2 separate regions of the Sus scrofa genome follow, and region 2 is linked to region 1. Evidence: chromatin contacts called from public HiChIP or PLAC-seq data. All regions are on one chromosome and are shown on one strand. Each heading gives the region's core, a stretch centred on a gene start, on an enhancer-like site or on the middle of the called end of the contact. The rest is flanking DNA. Distances are from core to core; before and after follow the strand shown. Region 1 overlaps LOC100523747 (phospholipid-transporting ATPase IB). Region 2 overlaps LOC100523747 (phospholipid-transporting ATPase IB).

Evidence for each region. HiChIP or PLAC-seq counts read pairs in DNA pulled down with a chosen protein or histone mark.
Region 2: a contact with region 1 is called in an H3K27ac HiChIP or PLAC-seq map of skeletal muscle. The contact joins two enhancer-like sites. A contact is called at or near these places in 1 of 47 Hi-C or Micro-C datasets (fetal skeletal muscle) and 1 of 2 datasets of contacts at active chromatin or transcription factors (skeletal muscle).

What each region holds. Positions count from the first base shown.
Region 1 is chr11:3,507,411-3,510,110 of Sscrofa11.1, reverse strand. All of the region lies in intron 24 of LOC100523747 (phospholipid-transporting ATPase IB), which reads right to left. Among named protein-coding and RNA genes, the nearest start is that of NUP58, 280 kb to the right of the region's middle. Within about 2 kb of position 1,285, at least 3 of the 83 cell types and tissues checked have an H3K27ac peak or open chromatin away from gene starts, as enhancers often do. A contact at or near this core is called in fetal skeletal muscle and skeletal muscle, where this site is marked.
Region 2 is chr11:3,686,668-3,689,367 of Sscrofa11.1, reverse strand. The region is part of intron 33 of LOC100523747 (phospholipid-transporting ATPase IB); the gene reads right to left. Among named protein-coding and RNA genes, the nearest start is that of SHISA2, 120 kb to the left of the region's middle. Within about 2 kb of position 1,282, at least 3 of the 83 cell types and tissues checked have an H3K27ac peak or open chromatin away from gene starts, as enhancers often do. A contact at or near this core is called in fetal skeletal muscle and skeletal muscle, where this site is marked.

The DNA.
Region 1 (2,700 bases), core at 36-2,535:
ATAGGTTTCACTAGCCTTGGAGCCTCTTATTTGCTCGCTGTAAGACATCAGCATACTAAATGACACGCCCACCAGCACCCTGACAGCTGACAACTGCCATGACAACAGCCAGCCGAGCCCACACAAGGACTAGAAAGGGCAGCTGCATCGGTTCTGGTGACAAGCTCAGCCCTGCGCCCAGATAAGTCACAAACATTCCTCCCACTCTTCCCAAATCCCTCCCTTTTACTCCCAACCACCGATAAAGACGGTGTCCCCGCCCCAACTGGGTTGAGAAGTTGATGTGCCAACGAAGCTCCCTCTTCTCCATTCTTTGGCCATCGGACAAATCTTCATTATTGGCTGTGCAAATCTGAGCAGCAAAAGAACCTCCCTGGTCAAGACAGGGAGTCTTAGACCAGATGAGAACCCAGGCCGGGACCCGTGGACAAATCTCTTACATCAAGACACATGCAATCTCCACCTCGCCTCCCCCTCAACAAACATGTAAGGAGGACCTGAAAGGGAGCTGGAGCTCTAACAGCTCCTGGGGGGACAGGGTAGCTCGCGTGGCTGTGCTTCCTGCAAGCCTTTCCCACGGCATACAGCCCGCGGGGCCTGGGAACGTGGGTGATACTAAGCTGAAACAATTTCAAGGTGGACCAAAAAAGGTGCTACGGACTGAATGCTCATGTCCCTCCAACGTCACATGTCAAAACCCCAATCCCCAAGGACTCCGGAGATGGGGCCTCTGGGGGTCATTAGGTCACAAGGGTGGAGCCCTTGCAACAAGATGAGTGCCGTTGTAGGAGGTACAGGAAGAGACTGGAGAGCTTTTTCTCCCTTCTTCCCTCCCCCCTCAACCCTAATCTGCCCTCTGGCCACACGAGGACACAGCAGGAACAAACCAGCAAGAGTGCCGTCATTAGACCCTGGATCGGCCAGCATCTCCATCCTGGGCTTCTAGGCTTCCTGACCAGGAGTACATTCCTGTGGTTTACGCCACACAGTCGATGGCTCTTTTGCTACAGCAGCCTGAGCCGACGAGCTCACTGGTGATGGCGCGTTCTTCTAGGCATAGCGGGCACGGAGACAAATGGCGTGTCTGCAGCCACAGCACCATGGGGACCCACAGTTCCCGCATATGCCACCACCTATCATGTTTACTGTCTGGAACGAGCCTTCTACGCCCTGTGGTAACTGCAGTGGCAGAACATGCAACACGGCAGACCTGGCCTTGAATACACAGAGAGGTGGTGAGCAGGGCAAGGTGCTGCCCATGGGAGAAATGACCCATCGACTGTGCTGAACGGCACCCTGTGGGAACACGGCGGCCACGCGGCACCTGCCGTCCCTAAAGCACACAACGCCAGTCAAAGAAATCCCAGATTTATATTCCATGGCCTGGGCGGTTTCTCCAACCCTGGGCATTTCTCAGCCTCGGCATTTGCTCGGCACATAAACAAATACACGGTTTCTCATACATACAAAGGGTTCAATTAAGCAGTTGAGTCAAACCTATCACAATCAGCCAGACCAGACGTGGTTCCGGGAGTTCCTACTCTGCTCGAAGCTGCCTGCCCCCTAAGTCGTCTAATACAATCCGGGTGGCCAATACCAACCCACGCAAACAGAGATGAAATCATGAAAACCTAATATCCTCCTTACAGGCAGATCACAGACATCACCACATCATACCCCGGCCTGCTCTGGCTCAGAGCTGTATTTGGCTGGAATTACACTCAACTGGAAATTCGATGAAGGCAGACGCTCCTCTTGCCAGCCTCTGATCGTGCGAGCCCGGAGCAGGTGCGGAATAAATGTGCTGACTCCACGAATACATCCATGTGTCTACGCCAAACCTTCACGGTACTATCTTGAAGAGATTATTTCTGGCTCCTGCAGGCATCGGTGTGACCCCCGGTGAGCTGTCCAGCCTTCCCGGAACAGCTTACACGCCGTTTTCCTTTAAAGTGACCTGTTCTGGACTCTCCCGCCCCATGAATCCTGGTCTTTGTGCCTTCGAGGTCCTGGACGCCTAACCACCCCCCCTCACCTGAACCATCTCCTCCATCTTTCACTGCACCTGCTTGGCATCCCACCTGTGCCCCTGGGATGAAAACTTCTCCATGACAACTAGACCCTCCAGAACCATCCGTCCCCCCCTGACTTGTCCCCAGCCTCCGCTTCGGTTTTTATTCCTAGGCTTTCAGTGCCCACTCAGCAATAATCTTTGATCAAACCCAGACTAGCTCAGCTCACCACACATGTGTGGCAGAATATAGGTCCCTTCTGTGCCGTTCTGGAGCAAGCCAATCGGAGGTATTACTATCACAAACAGTTCCTTATTCTCAAATGGACTATGATTCAAAAGTCTATTTGTAAGTTAGTTAGGGCACTTAGAATCTATTTTCCCAAAGGAACGATGTTACAAATTGTGGTTGGATCCCACGGCCTGTTAATGCCTATTTAGCCTCGTTGCTAAAATTTATATGGCAGCCTCTCATTTTAATAAAAAACCAATTACGGAACGTTGCAATGGACGTGGCTGTTCCAAAAGGCACAGGGAGTTGGAGCTGGGGTTCTGTTCCCTGAAAGATACGGAACTTTCCAAAATTCTTAATTAGAACTTGCCTTTTGGCATGAATATTAAAAAATATATTTCCAGCTTTTCAGACATGTTCTCCACTGTTAGTTTCCCTCACAATTAAAGACACACAT
Region 2 (2,700 bases), core at 33-2,532, 180 kb before region 1:
ATTTGCCTTATATATTTAGGTGCTTCTCTATTGGGGGCATATATATTTACAACTATTATATCTTCTTCTTGGACTGACCCCAGCCAGCATATTTACATGAATTTTTTTTTTTATGAATTTTTAAGATTATTCACTAAGATGCAATACAAACATTTATTCAAGCATTCTATTGAGATCAAAAAACATAATTGATATGCTTATTATCAGTCTGTCAAAACAAAAACAAGCCAAAAAACCAACCTGGGACCCTCAACAGACAGGCCAAAACTTAATAGAAAGAGTCATAAGAAGCCATACACCCCAGAGGGTTCCCACCTCCTGTGCCACAGGAAACAGCTACTTAGACTTGCAGCTTCTTTTCTCTTCCGCTTGTCTGAATTTATTATCAATGCGAGCTGGATTTAGGAAAGAATTTTTTCCTTATGCTCTTGTGCCATAATTTTAAATGTCAATTTTTTATCAAAGGAAAATACATATATGATGACCAAGTACATAGATGACATGGGTGCATGGCAAGTGAGTTTTCATTTTCACAAAATGTGTTCTGAGGACACAGCACTCAGGTGAAACCCCCCAGAAACTTAACAGAAAACGCCTCTGGCCTCTCCTATTTCTTACTCCTCCTCCACCCAAGCGTAACCAGTGACCTGACCTCTAACACCATAAGTTAGTTTTGCAAGTTTCTGAACTTTCTATGAAGGTAATCACCCAGCATGGATGTTTAGAGAGACCACTTAGATATTGTGGAGAATTGACTGGTCCGTGGAAAAGCTTGTTCTGTCTGCTCGTTGATTAGGTGTCGTCCACGGCCTAACTGGAAGCTCCTTTTCTCTGCAAATTCGATGCTATAATGAACACCCGGCAATGCTGCATCTGTAAAAGGCTGTGGAATGCCAAGGGCCTGGCAAATGGAAACCTCATCATGTTTTTCTCATAATTTTCCACTTTCATGGCAGTAAATCTCTGATGGTGCCTCTGGAGAAGGCCTTAAGTCTTGGAACGTTTTTCCTACATTCCGCTCAGCAGCTCCCAGATGCACAAAGAGGCCTGGGGCTGCTGCTTGGCATGGGTTCCCCTGTCTGGCTTGGGAAGGCACTCTGCCCACGAGGCCTCCCCTCTCCGCTGTTGGTACCCGATGAACATGGGGTGTGTGAGGCTGTGCGTGGCAGCAGCTGCATTTCACACCCCTGGTCTGGATTTAGCGCCCTGTTTACAAAGGGCAGACGGCACTTGCACATGTGACCAAAACTAGGCCAAAGGGCAGGCTACATCTGACAGGCACTGTATGTGAAGCAGAGGCACCGAATGACCTGTTATGAGAGCACACGAAACACGCAGTCAGATCCAGCAGGAGCCAAAAGCCGCCTTTTCGACTTTGGGAACCTTCCAGAAGGAGAACTAACGGAGACTTATGACCTCATCCCAGCCAAACCTTATTCCACCGTCATCACCCCGACATTCCAGCTTCTTTGGGGGGTGGGACAGGGGCCGTACTAGGCAACGTGGAAATCTTAACATTGTCGATTAATCCAGGAGTACAAACATATGACCTAATCTGAGAGACGACATTACCTGTCAGTTTCAGAACTAGCTACTGTAATATTCTTAGGGAGAAAACTGTTTTCAAATCAAGTGCGACTTGAAACAAAGGCTTATCCTCAAGGTCAGGTCACGCGCTGCTCTGGGACATCGATCTTTTAATTCGGGCTCTCCCGCACTCCCTCTGCCAGGACCTTATTCAGAGTCAGCCTCTGGAATTTTGACCCTTCAATTCCCTCTGCTTTTCCTGAAAAACCCATCCCTTCAATAGGAATCCTGGTTATTAGCAGCGAATATTGGATGACAGGGCAAGGAGCACACCACGCGATTCTCACGTATCATCACCCAGCACTAAAGCTTGGGAACAGTCCCTGCAACTGGGTCCAAGGCCACTTGTGTGTGTGTACGTACATATGTATGTATGTGCGTTCGTATGTATGTATATATGTATGTATGTATTTTTGCTTTTTAGGGCCGCACCCAAGGCATATGGAGGTTCCCAGGCCAGCGGTCAAATCGGAGCTACAGCCGCCGGCCTACGCCACAGCCACACAGATCCGAGCTGCATCTGCAACCTGCACCACAGCTCACGGCAACGCCAGATCCTTAACCCACTGAGCGAGGCCAGGGATCAAACCTGCATCCTCATGGTTCCTAGTCAGATTCATTAACTGCTGAGCCACAAAGGGAACTCCCAAGGCCACTTCTAAAAGGGGAAAAATGCCTCAAATCCACAGTCCCTTGCTCTGGTCAAAGCTCCCCCCATCCTATTATGACATTTTTAATTCTAGGGGAAACCACACTACAGAATTAATAGGAACGAAAGGGCCCCATTGGGATCATGGGCCACTAAGACTTCTCGGGGCGGGGGCCGGGGGGGCGGCTGGTCTACTAACTCGGTAACTTGAAGAGCAGCCGCCCTCTCTTCTGTCCTAGAGCTGGAAGGGACGGTGACACCCGGGACGCCGTCAGCCTACACACTCACCTCCCGAAGGAACGGGCCTCTCACAGGGGGAAGGATGGAGGGTGAGAAGGATGGGGTCGGAGAAGGAGATGCAGGAGAGAAGAGGGGAGGAAGGAAGCCTTGGGCTGGAGCGAGGATGGGCGTCCCGGGCAGGGGGCCGAGGTGCGGGGCAGGGGTGGCAGAGATCGGCCGGCATG